Regions from separate parts of the Canis lupus genome. Here region 2 is linked to region 1. A link is a contact called in public Hi-C data. All regions are on one chromosome and are shown on one strand. The core of a region is the stretch at or near the end of the contact, and the rest is flanking DNA. Distances in the headings are between cores, read along the strand shown.

Region 1 (6,165 bases), core at 1,852-4,351:
AGTATTCCCTGAGTCCTAAGTAAGAGACATTTCAATAGAAAGTCTGCCTTAAAATTTAATTTGTGTTAGCTTGACCATATGACCCCTTCTTGGCTCTGCTTCATCAAATGAGACGGTTACTCATTTAGCATTTCTTGGCCTCAGGAACCTCCTCAACAGACCTGGGTTCGGACTGTGGTCCCCAAGATCACTGTCAGCTTTCCTTAGTCTGTTGTGTGCTCTAAATGTAATTTAATGATTGAGAAACATCTGTTCCTGAGAGACTCCTCCCTAGAAAGAATCCTTTTCCTGGTCTTTAAGAACTTGGTAGATGGGTCAGCCAGGCTGGACTTGCTTTTTTCCTTTGACCTTTGCCTGGTCTCTGGGAAAGGCAGCGGTTTGCTTCTGCCCGACGTGCTCTGGTATTCCAGCTGCTGAGACGTCGCCCAGCCACTTCCCTGTGCGGGCCACACCCTTATTAGGTTTCTCGCTCCTACAAGTGTTCCCCTGGCTCCAAGGGCGCCGGCCAGGGTCAAGTGGGCTGGAGCAAGGCTGGACGTAGACGGCTGGTTAAAGCGCTGCTGCTTGCGAGCCAGCCGACTGTGCCATGTGTATTCTCATCTTCAGCCTAATTTCATTGTTAAAAAGTGAGAGGGAGGGGCTGGTTTTGAAATGATTCTGGAATTAATACAGGACATCTTGTTCAGTTAGTATGTACTTACCACGTGGGTACCATGTGCAGGACGGGAGTGGGAAATGGGCACCGCCACGCATTGCTGGTGGGAGTATGAAAGGCGCCACCTCTGTGTGGAGCTGTGGGGCACCGTGTGTCTTAGTTGCATATGCTTATGCGGTGACCCCTGGAACACCACAGGTTTGATCTTGTACCGTGCAGGTCCATTTACACACAGAGATTTTCAGCTACATGTATTTTCTCTTTCTTCTGATTTTTTTAAATAACAGCTTCTTTTCTCTAGCTTACTTTATTGTAAGAATATAATATATAATGCTTAGAACATGCAAAATATGTGTTAATCTATGGTTTGTTACCAGTAAGGCCTTTGGTCAAAAGTTATACGTGGAAAAAAAAAAAGTTATACGTGGATTTTTGACCATGTGAGGGGTTGGTGCCACTAACTCCTACATTGTTCATGGGTCAGCTGTGCTCTTTGACCCAGCAGTTCCCCTTACGATTCTTTATTCCACAGATGTCTTCACACCTTTTCAGGGAATGGTTTATGTCCAAGGATATTCATTATAGCAGTATTTTATAATTTGTAATAACAAATAATTTGCAATAAAAATTATTTGTAATAGGAAAAAGATCCAAAATAACTTAAAAACCCAATGAGAGACTAATTAAATAGTTATATTATTAAATAGTATATTATTCTGGTACATCTTGATGAGGAAAAAACTGCTCAGCCATTAAAAATAATGGACCAGGATAGCCCGGGTGGCTCAGTGTTTGGTGCCGCCTTCGGCCCAGGGCCTGATCCTGGAGACTGGGGATCGAGTCCCACGTCGGGCTCCCTGCATGGAGCCTGCTTCTCCCTCTGCCTGTGTCTCTGCCCCTCTCTCTCTCTCTCTCTTTCTCTCTCTCTCTCTGTGTCATGAATAAATAAATAAAAATCTTTAAAAAAAAAATAAAAATAATGGGCCAGGTACTTGGCTGGCTCAGTCAGTGAAGCGTGTGACTCCATCTCAGGGTCGTAAGTTTGAGCTGCACGTTGGGTGTAGAGATTACTTAAAATCTTTAAAAAATAATCATAATAATGGAACAATTCTATGCCCTGATTTAGAACTGTCTCTAAAAATACATTAATAAGTGTGGAGCACAATGATTATATGTTATTTATGTGTTTTTAATAGAATGTCTTCCTAAGAAAACACAAAAAATTGGTGCCAGCAGTTGCCTTGGGGAAGGGTAACTGGGAGATTATGTTGCAGCTTTTAAATTTTGTACCACATATACATGTGTTATCTATCTAAAAGACATTGTCAAAAAAAAAAAAAAAAAAAGATTGTCATGCCCTAAAGGAGTTTACAGTTTAGTCCGACCATTGTAAGAAAGCCCAGATAAGACATAACGGGTAAATACTGTCTTTATGGGAAGGTAGATTTAAACCTGAACCTCTCCTTATGCGCTGGTGGACCTGATACCCATGAGTCATCAGGACAGGCAGGTCTGAGTGTAAAGAGAGACAGCGTCCAAGTCTTCATGTCCTGCCTGGGGAGAGGGCACTGGGGCTACAGCAGTTTCCAGGCCTTGTCCCGTTGTGGTGTGAATGCCAGGGAGCGGCACCACGGCTTGGGAAGAGCCTGGCAGGCCCCAAATCGGTTCTGGATTGGAGTCCTGGCTCTGCCACTTGCCAAACATGTGATCTGGGGCAGTGTTGCTTGGTGCCCAGAGCCTAAATGTGTTCATCCCTAAATGAAGATAAACCACCTCCCTTGGGCCACTGCAGTGAGGCTGGAATGAGATACTGTTGGCGAATACCCCTGTGAACCATGAAGTTCTTGGCAAGCGCCAGCTGTAACAGAAGCTGTTAGGTACCTGCAAGCTGGCAAGTTAGAGCAAGAGATGCCCATTTAAAAATTAAAATGGATCTAAAATGTATCAGTGTATCTTTTCCCCCTCTGCCAAATAACCTGGCAAGGGTTGTAGAGAGGTAGGTGGTTTTGGAATCCTTGACCTTTGACCTTAGGACAAGTCATTTCATCCTCTGGCCTGTTTCCCTGTTTGAAAAATGAAAGGGGCTGTGTGGGTCCTGTGGGCCCTTCCGTGACAGTGTGGCATTAGCAGTAATACCCAGCTCAGCTGACATGAGTCATGCTGACCTAAAAGTCCAAATGTGGGAAGGAAGTCTCTGGGTCTGAGAATTTTCCTTGCGCTGGGGAATCAAGCCTCAGTGGGGAGAGGGGTAAACCATTACCGCCACCAAGAGGGGAGACCAAGAATGCATCAAGTATTTGGCCTTGTATTCATTGTTCTCTGTTCTCTCCACCTCCACGACCTCTTTTGCTTTCAAATGTTTCCTTGGATTAGACCTTTGAAACCAGGTTTAACCCTTGTTTATTGAGTGGGACACTCACACAGTTGTGACTGCGGTACTTTTGTGAGTTGTGATCTCTATGAGGTCTTTCTGTGCAGCCTAATGATACTTGCCTTCCTGCTGCCTTGGCTCCTGTATGCTTCTCATTGTGTCCAAACTAAGGTCAGAGACTGTCTTATTTAGCTTTGCATCCCCAGCACCTAGCAGACTTACTGGCACCTGAGAGGTGATCTGTACATACGTATTAGATGGGGAGATGGGGGGGAACGCCTGGGTGGCGTTGATGCGTTGAGCATCTGCTTTCAGCTCAGGACGTGATCCTGGGTCTGGGAATTGAGTCCCACATGGGGAGCTCTATGTCTCTGCCTCTCTCTCTGTGTCTCATGAATAAATGAATAAAATCTTTAAAAAATAACAGATGGGTGGATTGGCTATCCATTTAGAGTAGTTATGTACACTAATCTTGTTGATCCTGACCATCACCTTTATTTTAACTACCACCATTCCAGTAAAGTGACATTTTAGCCATTAATGGCTCATTATTTCAAGAAGTATTTCATACTCAAAAAAGAGCATGCTAAAAAAAAATTTAAACAGACTCCTTAGAATGTATTTTAACAGAACCTACAGTTAAAAAAAAGAAAACTAAGTGTTTTAGATTGTTTATATGTATTACCATCTAGAATATATATGTATCTAATGTTCAACACCTGCTCCCACCGTGGCAGACAAGGTCTTTGACTAGCGACAGTCAGCCAGTGTACAGTACTTACTCAGCCTCCAAGCCTGGGTGCCCACCCTGGTTCTTGCTTTTTTAAAGTTAATGGTAGGCAGTTAAATCTGAAAAGGAGCTTTAAGATTGAAAAAAATAATTTCTTTTTACAAATGCAGGACCCAAAGAGGGTAAAGGATCCCACAGGGTGTTTAGAAGTAGCAGCGGTGGCTGTAAAGAGCCCCAGGAGGGGCAGCAGGGCTGTTGGGCCTCAGCTTGGATAGCAGAGCCACATGGTGAGTCCATGCCTGGTGAAACTTAGGTAAAGTAGGTTGAAGAGTTAGATCCAGTGTTTCTTGAAGGTTCTTTGGTGGGGGGGGGCAGGTGTGGTAGGTGTATTTTCCAGGAGAATCATTCCAGTAGTGATGGAAGTTCCTTCCGTGTGTGGAGGACGGCATCCAGAACTGAACGTCTATGTGGCTGGTTAAAAAATGTGGAAGAGGGGCCCTTGGGCGGCTCCAGCAGTGTCTGCCTTCCGCTTGGGTCATGATCCTGGGGTCCTGGAACTGAGTCCCTGCTTGGCAAGGGAGTCTGCTTCTCCTCTCCTCCCCCTGCTTGTGATCTCTCTTTCTCTCTCAAATAAATGGATAAAATCTTTTTTAAAACAATGCAGAAGAGGGGCACCTGGCAAGCTCGGTGATTGAGCATCTGCCTTTGGCTCAGGGCGTGATCCCGGGGTCCTGGGATCGAGTCCTGCATTGGGCTCCTCGCAGGGAGCCTGCTTCTCCCTCGGCCTGTGTCTGCTTCTCTCTCTGTCTCTCATGAATAAATAAAATCTTTTTTTTAAAAAATGCGGAAGAGATTAGAAAGATGTATCCTGAAGTTTGCTTATCAAACCAAGCCAGTCCCTTGGCAAACTCCTGCTGCACCCTCTCAGAAGCCCTCCCAGGCTGGTGGCAGCATCCTCCCACACACAGACCACCAAGTAAGAAGCTGCTGGGTCCAGATGTGACACTTCTCCTGGAAGAGTTGGAGCTGTGCACGTTTTGTAGCAGGTGGAATCACCTCCCCTTTTGAAAATTAATGTTCTTTCTGATTCCTTTTTGGCTAAACACATATGTGCCTCTTGAGAAAACCAACAGCCCAAGTTCCTATTCTATTCCCTCTCCGGTTTTGCTTTATCTTTGCATCATGTTTGCAGCCTGCAGACAAACATAATGGGCAAGAGTTCCAGTAAACTGGCTGGATCATATTTCTTAGACTGAGTCATTGCTGAGAAACTTGTTGTGAACAGGAAGCAGCCCATGAAAATGTCTGTACATAGTAACATGCCAGACTCAGGAAACCGGACCGTTTTCTAGTTGAAAGACAAAAGGGTGAAAGGATGGTTCCACTACTCGGGGAAGAGCAAACGTGTGATCGAGGATTTTAAGTTGGATAATTCATCTCTCAGTGTGTATGCAAGAACTTTTATTGTTAGAAAGCCCTGGTGGTTGAAGATTGGGGAAACAATCCTTGGTAAGATTTCTCTAGAAGAAAAAAAAAAAAAAGATTTCTCTAAAAGGAAAACTTGGACTAGTAGAATCTATTACTACCTACTAGGAGTCTCTGCTGACGTAAAACTGCTTGCTAGGTCAGTTATTTTTATTTTTATTTATTTTTATTTATTATGAGAGATAGAGGGGGACAGAGACACAGGCAGAGGGAGGCTCCCTGCAGGGAGCCCGATGTGGGACTCGATCCCAGGTCTCCAGGATCACGCCCTGGGCCGAAGAGGGCGCTAAACCACTGAGCCCCCCGGGCTGCCCTAGGCCAGTTTTGTTTGTTTGTTTGTTTGTTTGTTTGTTTTAGGCCAGTTATTTTTAAAAATGGAGCTATAGTTACACAGAAATTAATTTAGTGACGTTTACACTTGGCCTGTTCAGCTGTAAGGCCCCTTCCGTGTCTAACATTCTGTGATTTTACATATGTGTGTGCACACACACTCTTTGTGATTCTTACCTCCTTAACAGTTATTATAGCAATATATTTAAATGTTAGCAGATGAGGCCAGTAGAATCAAAAGTGCTTGAATGTAGGGCAAACTACAAAGAATTACCTGTCCTCTGCCTTCTCGGGAATGCTCACTGAAAAAAGTTGGCATTGTGTTGTGTCTCTTCTTGTAATGAAGCAGTGGAGAGAAGCAAAGAAGTAAATGAGCAGATAAATGTGTATGAAATATAATAGTCATCAGTGAAATGTATTTCAAAAATACACCTGTTGTCACTTTATTTAGTAAGGATTGTGACTTTGTGAATCAAGGAGACATTTGTTGTTGCCTTATCTGTTTTTCAGAATTCAAGCATCCCCTCGGTTGTGTTGTGGCCAGCTATAGCTCTTCATTTCGGGCGGTGGGATGTGATTCAGGTTCCATCTGGT
Region 2 (6,165 bases), core at 2,524-5,023, 84 kb before region 1:
GACACAACACAGGCAGAGGGTGCAGGCTCCATGCACCGGGAGCCCGACGTGGGATTCAATCCCAGGTCTCCAGGATCGTGCCCTGGGCCAAAGGCAGGCGCCAAACCGCTGCGCCACCCAGGGATCCCTGCAGAGTGTTTTCAATGGCACTCCCATCACCAGACATTCTCTTCTCCTGGATTAGAGTCACTACCATCTCTGTAAATAACTTGCTAGCCCCTCTACCTTTGTATCACTCCTTCTGGATTCAGTGTCAGAATCCCACTGGACAAACCTTAGCTACATACTGATGCCCTTGCTGTCTAGAAGAGTGATGATCTGCCCTTTTTTCAGTTTCCATCCTAGAAAAAGCACTGGGATATTAGGTAGCCAACACATGTGTGTGCCCATGTGCACGCACACACAGCCAGGCCACCATACTTGGGTTTATCTCTGGACTTGCTATTCTGTTTTATTGGTCTGTTTATTTTGTTGTCACTATGACACTGTTTTAATTACAGCCATTGCATAATATTTTTTAACATCTGATAGCTCAACCCTCCCCCCTCAAAAGGTTAAAAGCATTTTTCTGGACTCTTCTCGGTGGAATATATCTCAATAAATTTCAGAACTCTTTTATCATGTTTCCAAGAATATCCCATTGGAATTTTGATTGGAATTGTATTATATTTATGAATATATTTGAAGAATAATTTAAATTTTTACAATGTTGAATCTTCTTTTCTTATCCAAGAACATGGTATATCTCTATTTTCCTTAAGCCTTCTTTTAACTCCTGGGTAGTTATAGCTATCTTCACTTAGATTTGGCATACTTCTTAAGTTTACCCCTTTTTTGTTAGGGTGGCTAGAATTTGTTCCATTTATTTTCCTTTAAGAGTTTTAAGGCCCTTCTTTTGGCCTAACCAAAATCTTAACCTCTCATTATTTTACTACACAAATCTCTCAAGGATTCTAATTTCCCTACTGAGCTGAATGAATCATTAAGCTAAATTCTTCTCAGGTTTATCCTGCTTCTATTACTGAATTACATAGTATACTTTGTAGTATAAATTTGAACTTGAAAGTTAAAAGTCAGGAATGTTTCTCAGGGGAATAAATTCCAGGAAAAAAATTATCAGAATTGTATAAATTGGAAGACAGTGGCCACTGCACTAGTACTACAGTACCCCCTAGTGGACACAGAATAAGTTTATACTAAGAAAGAATCTGGAGGGGCCTTTAGTGATCAACTAGGTCAACATTGTAGCTTCCAGATAAGCGAACTGAGGAACAAAAAGGAGAAATTAGTGGCCCAAGTTTACATGGCTGACCCAAGGCTAAAATCCAAGATTCCAAATTCTCATTTTTCTTTCTCTTCAACATCCCCTCTCCCACCACCAGTCCTCTGCTTGCTTGCTTTCTTCCTCTTTTCAACATGTGCTTATACACCTATTATGTATACACCTTATACACCTATTATGTAGCAGGGCACTAAGAATACAAGTATAAAAAATATTTCATCTTTGCCTTCAAATCTAGTTTTCTTTCAAGCCTACTAATTCAGGGACTGAATTTGTTAGAGAATGACCAAACAACTATGCAGGGAAAAGTTCTTAGTCATACACAAACTGACTTACAATGTGATTAATTAATTATTGAGATTTGATTGGAAAATACATTTGCAAATGTGGATACTGCCCTTGACCACGTTCAGACCATTTCATGAAAAGAGAAGACTTTACAGATTCATAACCATGAATTCTTTTGCAAAACATGACAAAACATTGAAGGTGTTCATGCATGCCCATCACCCAATCCCAAACATTATCATTTGTGTGTACTTCATTGAGCAAATCTTTACTGAGGACCTGCATGCCAAGCCGGTACTAAGCACTGGGTTTAGTATGGTAAAGAGGACAGACATGGTTCCAAGGTTTCCGCTCTCATATAGTGTCGTATATGTATGTGTATAATTCTCTACCTCCCAGGAAAACTTTTTTCCACTCCAGTTTGGCAAGTTATATTTTTAGGTTACAGAAATCAGAGGGTATATAAACGTTTTCTAAAATTATCTGCCCCACTCTAAGGGTCCATAGGATTTAGGGCAAACAGGACTCAACCCCCAAATTTACAAGCCATTAGACAAACTGATTCTCTTTTCTGAACACTACTTGCTTCTAGAAAATGAAAGTAATATGTGTCCCTTGTGAGAGATAATAATTTATTATTATACTTTTTAATACCTAAACAGAGACATTACTTCTTAAGTCAAATGCCTGAATTATTTATTTCCTTTCCAAAAGTGCAGAAAAATTATTGAAAGAGAAGCATTAATATTGCTCACTTAGTTTCACCAAGAATGTCATTTTTCAGAATTAATACAGGAATATTCTCATGGTCACTGACATTTTAATTTTTAAAAATAACAATAAAGCAAAATCCTCAAACAATGGATGCTGCTACAACAGTATATCTTTAAGGCTATTTTCTTCCATGGGGGAAACAAAGCCCTGTTATTTCAGTCTTGATGAATAAATCTGGTAAGACCTTATTTATAAGGAATCTTTTAGTAAGTTGTATCTAACTTTATCACTCCATCTATGTAATAGTTTGACAAAGGCAGGAATCATATTTTACTCAGCTTTCCCTTTTCTCTACACCTTGCATAGGGTTAGAGCACTCTAAATGTGGCTAAGAAGACCATATCTTATTTTATGTTATTTGACATAAAAGCTGCAAGAGAAAATCTGGCCAAAGTTATAGGTAAACTTACTTTGTTTTACCTGGAAGTAACAATTATCAAACAAGTCCTACTCCTATAAAATTTCTGCTAGGAAAAAAATAGTTAAATTCCCACAATCTCTACTCAAACCAAAGCAAAGCTTCAAAAATATTTAGACACAGAAGGAGGAAGATAGATCAGGGGAGAACTGGTATATTTGCGCATGGTATGCATGCAGCAGGCCAACTTCCTTTCCCTGTTGTAATATTTCCTGAAGTTTGTTCCACACACAACCAGTTCTATGAAAAGCCCAGGGCTTCAAGGTCAAATAAGTTTGGGAGATTTTGCCTAGCATTTTCTCTCTCGAAAGTTCAGTGTATGCTGGTAAATTAAAAACTATCAGAAGTTCTGCCTTCAATAAAGAAAAGTGTTTAAAATTGTTTACCTAGCATTCCCCCGAATTTATTTGACCAACATTTCACCTGTAAGCAGAACTAGTAGTTTCTGTGGAACATACTGACTTCAGGAAACTGTCTCACTGTGTTCACAGGACCTTTTTATCTTGTTAATTCACACACACACACACACATATCCTGGCATTTCATCTCCAAATCCTGCAGGACTGAGAATATGAGCATTTTCAGCAATATTTTAACTAGGGATACCAGTCTGGAGGTACCAGAAAATTAACACAATTGAATTTTACTTATGTAAGAAGTCCATTTGAATCCAGGAAACAGTTCCCCAGCAATGACTGGAATGTTGTCATAAAAAACAATAAACAGATCTCCAAGTCCTGTTTTGTATGTGGGAGGGACAGAGAGAGAGGGAAGAACCATAAGATTACCACCCCCAAAGCTCACTGATGTTTCGTACAGCTTCTACCAGTTAATTTACAGAATCCATTTTCCCATAACTCCATTTTGGAACTTCCAGTTTACCTTTGTGTGTTTCTAATTCTCCTCTCTAGATGGCAGCACAGATGAAAGAATGCCAGAAAAGCTTGGCGCCAACCGACTTCAACAGCAGCAAACAGCTATCGCCTGCCTACTCTCAACTCACCCATCTTCTAAAAAAAAAAAGCAGAACCTAAGGTATGATGTAAGGTATCTTACACCTTTCTCAAATACATTGAATCAATCATGTGGGAATGTAAAGAATTAATGACAAACTGATATCAATGAATGAGGAAACTGACCACTTAGCCTCTTTTCCACGCTAGCTGTTTTCTGTATCTTAAGGGTAGTATCATCAGTGAGCCTGCGTAGCTTCGCAGAACGTCATATAAACATGATCATTTGCATCATGACACTGGGGATCTGATACAGCCAAACTCCAAACTGCCTGGGTTGCTGTGAGTATTGGATTCCTTTAAGATATAAACAATGCTATTTACTGACTCTTTGTCAACCGATGCTTTGAACCCGCTGTAAAATGATCTCTATGTCACCAGATGCTACGCTGAAGCTCAAGAAGTTAGTAAGAAGGTCACACTTCCTGAAAAGCATGCAACTTATGGTTGAATTAATAATGCAAAGAAAAGGAGTGGAGCAGACTTAGACAGAAGACCTTTATACTTTACATCAAAGCCCCACTAAAGTTTTTAAAAAAAAAACATTATTCCTCGTGGTGTTAAAAAAACAACATTCAGCTGAGTAGATTTAAAAATCAGGTTAACAAAAAATAAAAATAAAGTAAAATAAAATAAAATAAAATAAAATAATAAAAATAAAAATCAGGTTAGCTTTACTCAACAATTCATGAATCAGGGAGCATCCCATCTAAGCAAATAGAGAGGAACTCTGAGGAGCTGTACAAAATGGAAGGCTTTTGTAGGAGCAGGGATAAGGAAAAGCACATTACCTCATCTTTCTTCAGGGGATGGCAGGAACCTATCAGGCAGATTGCCTCACTACCACTAACCAGGAAATTTCAGCCTGACTGATTCAAGGTTACATTCCTGGGAGAGGCTGAAACTGCAATTAAGTTAGGTATTAAGTATCGGTGTGGTGACATAGGCTTAGCATAAATGACTCCATTTTGGGCCTGTTGTTTCTCTTTTTAACAATGGGGTCTACCAGCAAGATGTTCATAACAAAATCTGCTGACAAGGAGAACATAAGGAAAGTGCCCCTTCAACGTTTGTCATTTCAAGAGTTCAAGAGTACTCTAAAGAACACTAGACTGTTCATGCGTAATGAACTGAACAGAAGCTAAAATGTGACCAGTGCCTTTTAAGCAAACTACAACAAAAACCTCACCATGGAGAGTGAACATAACTATAGTACATAAATAAACCAACCTGAGGCCAAGTGGATTGTCATTCATATTTAAGAAAAAATCAATTTGCAGCATATCAGAGTCTTTTTTAAATTCTCTCCTCTTCTTTCTCTTCTCCTCCTCCTCCTCCTCCTCCTCTTCCTCCTCCTCCTCCTCCTCCTCCTCCTCCTCCTCCTCTTTCTCCTCCTCCTCCTCCTCCTTAATGAAAGCAAATGTACCAGGACATTACCCTAAACATCACATCTTTCCTTGAAGGAGTGCCTTTTAATATTCCTTGGGTTGTCACGAGTTAACTCTATGATAAGTCAGGAAATCTGCCTTTCTGAAAACAACTCCTGGTGCTCTACAGTTACTGAATGCTTTCCTCCTCAGCTCTAGCTTGGAGACAAAACTGAGTCCTAAAATGACTAGACCGAGAGGCATTGAGATAATGTAGAATATGAGGGAGTGAAGTTGAGATACTGAGTATCACCCAGCCACTGGTCTGCATGCATCTCAAGGGCCACACCATCACACACCATCCAGAGCTGTAGGCCAGCAGCCCTCCACTCTGGAACTTTTCCTGGAGCCAAGACCCAGACTACTCTGAGACCCAGGACTCAGAGATGTCACATACCCAGGACAAAGCTGAATCCTGAGAGCCCTGACCCATTAACTCTGTGACAGCTGTGCAGCTGCCAAACCTGCTATCCGTGAGACCCTTGATATTCTTGATGTGTGCCTCAAAGGGAAGTCCTTTCAAGGGGGTATATACTCTATGAACTCTCGTCCTCATCCTTGATTCAGCTTCCAACTACCCCCTTTCCTCTTAAACTTTTTCTCTGTGACCTCAGGAATCCCACACTATCATCAACGAAGACTCCCAGCCTCTTCATTGGACATTCTTTAGCTTTCAAGCCCTAACAAGGCTTTCCTTGCAAGCACACTACTTTCCCTGTAGCCCTTGTAAGTGGAGCCTATTGGGTCAGGTTTATTCTGTCAAACACTGTCATTTCCATGCATCTCAGTTCTCTGCCCTCTGAGACCCAGACTACATAGCCATCAGGTCACACTCTCTACCCCAGCTGTCATCCACTGACTGCTAGCCATGTCCTTTATTTATTAGAGATATTAGCAATGAACCCCAGTATCCCTTTTTATTCCAAGTGCTGCCAACAATCTGGCACATTTGTTATGTCCATG

What was found. Hi-C and Micro-C count contacts between places; a contact is called where the count stands out from the background.
Region 2: a contact with region 1 is called in a Hi-C map of skin fibroblasts, with 2.0 times the contacts expected there. The contact joins the promoter of NFE2L2 here to the enhancer-like site in region 1. A contact is called at or near these places in 3 of 9 Hi-C or Micro-C datasets (blood, liver and skin fibroblasts).

Annotation. Positions count from the first base shown.
Region 1 is chr36:21,331,102-21,337,266 of UU_Cfam_GSD_1.0, reverse strand. The region is part of intron 1 of NFE2L2 (nuclear factor erythroid 2-related factor 2); the gene reads left to right. Among named protein-coding and RNA genes, the nearest start is that of HNRNPA3, 28 kb to the right of the region's middle. Within about 2 kb of position 3,101, at least 9 of the 20 cell types and tissues checked have an H3K27ac peak or open chromatin away from gene starts, as enhancers often do.
Region 2 is chr36:21,416,204-21,422,368 of UU_Cfam_GSD_1.0, reverse strand. NFE2L2 (nuclear factor erythroid 2-related factor 2) reads left to right here and starts at 3,773. Exons shown (of 5, transcript XM_038584946.1): 1 at 3,773-3,797.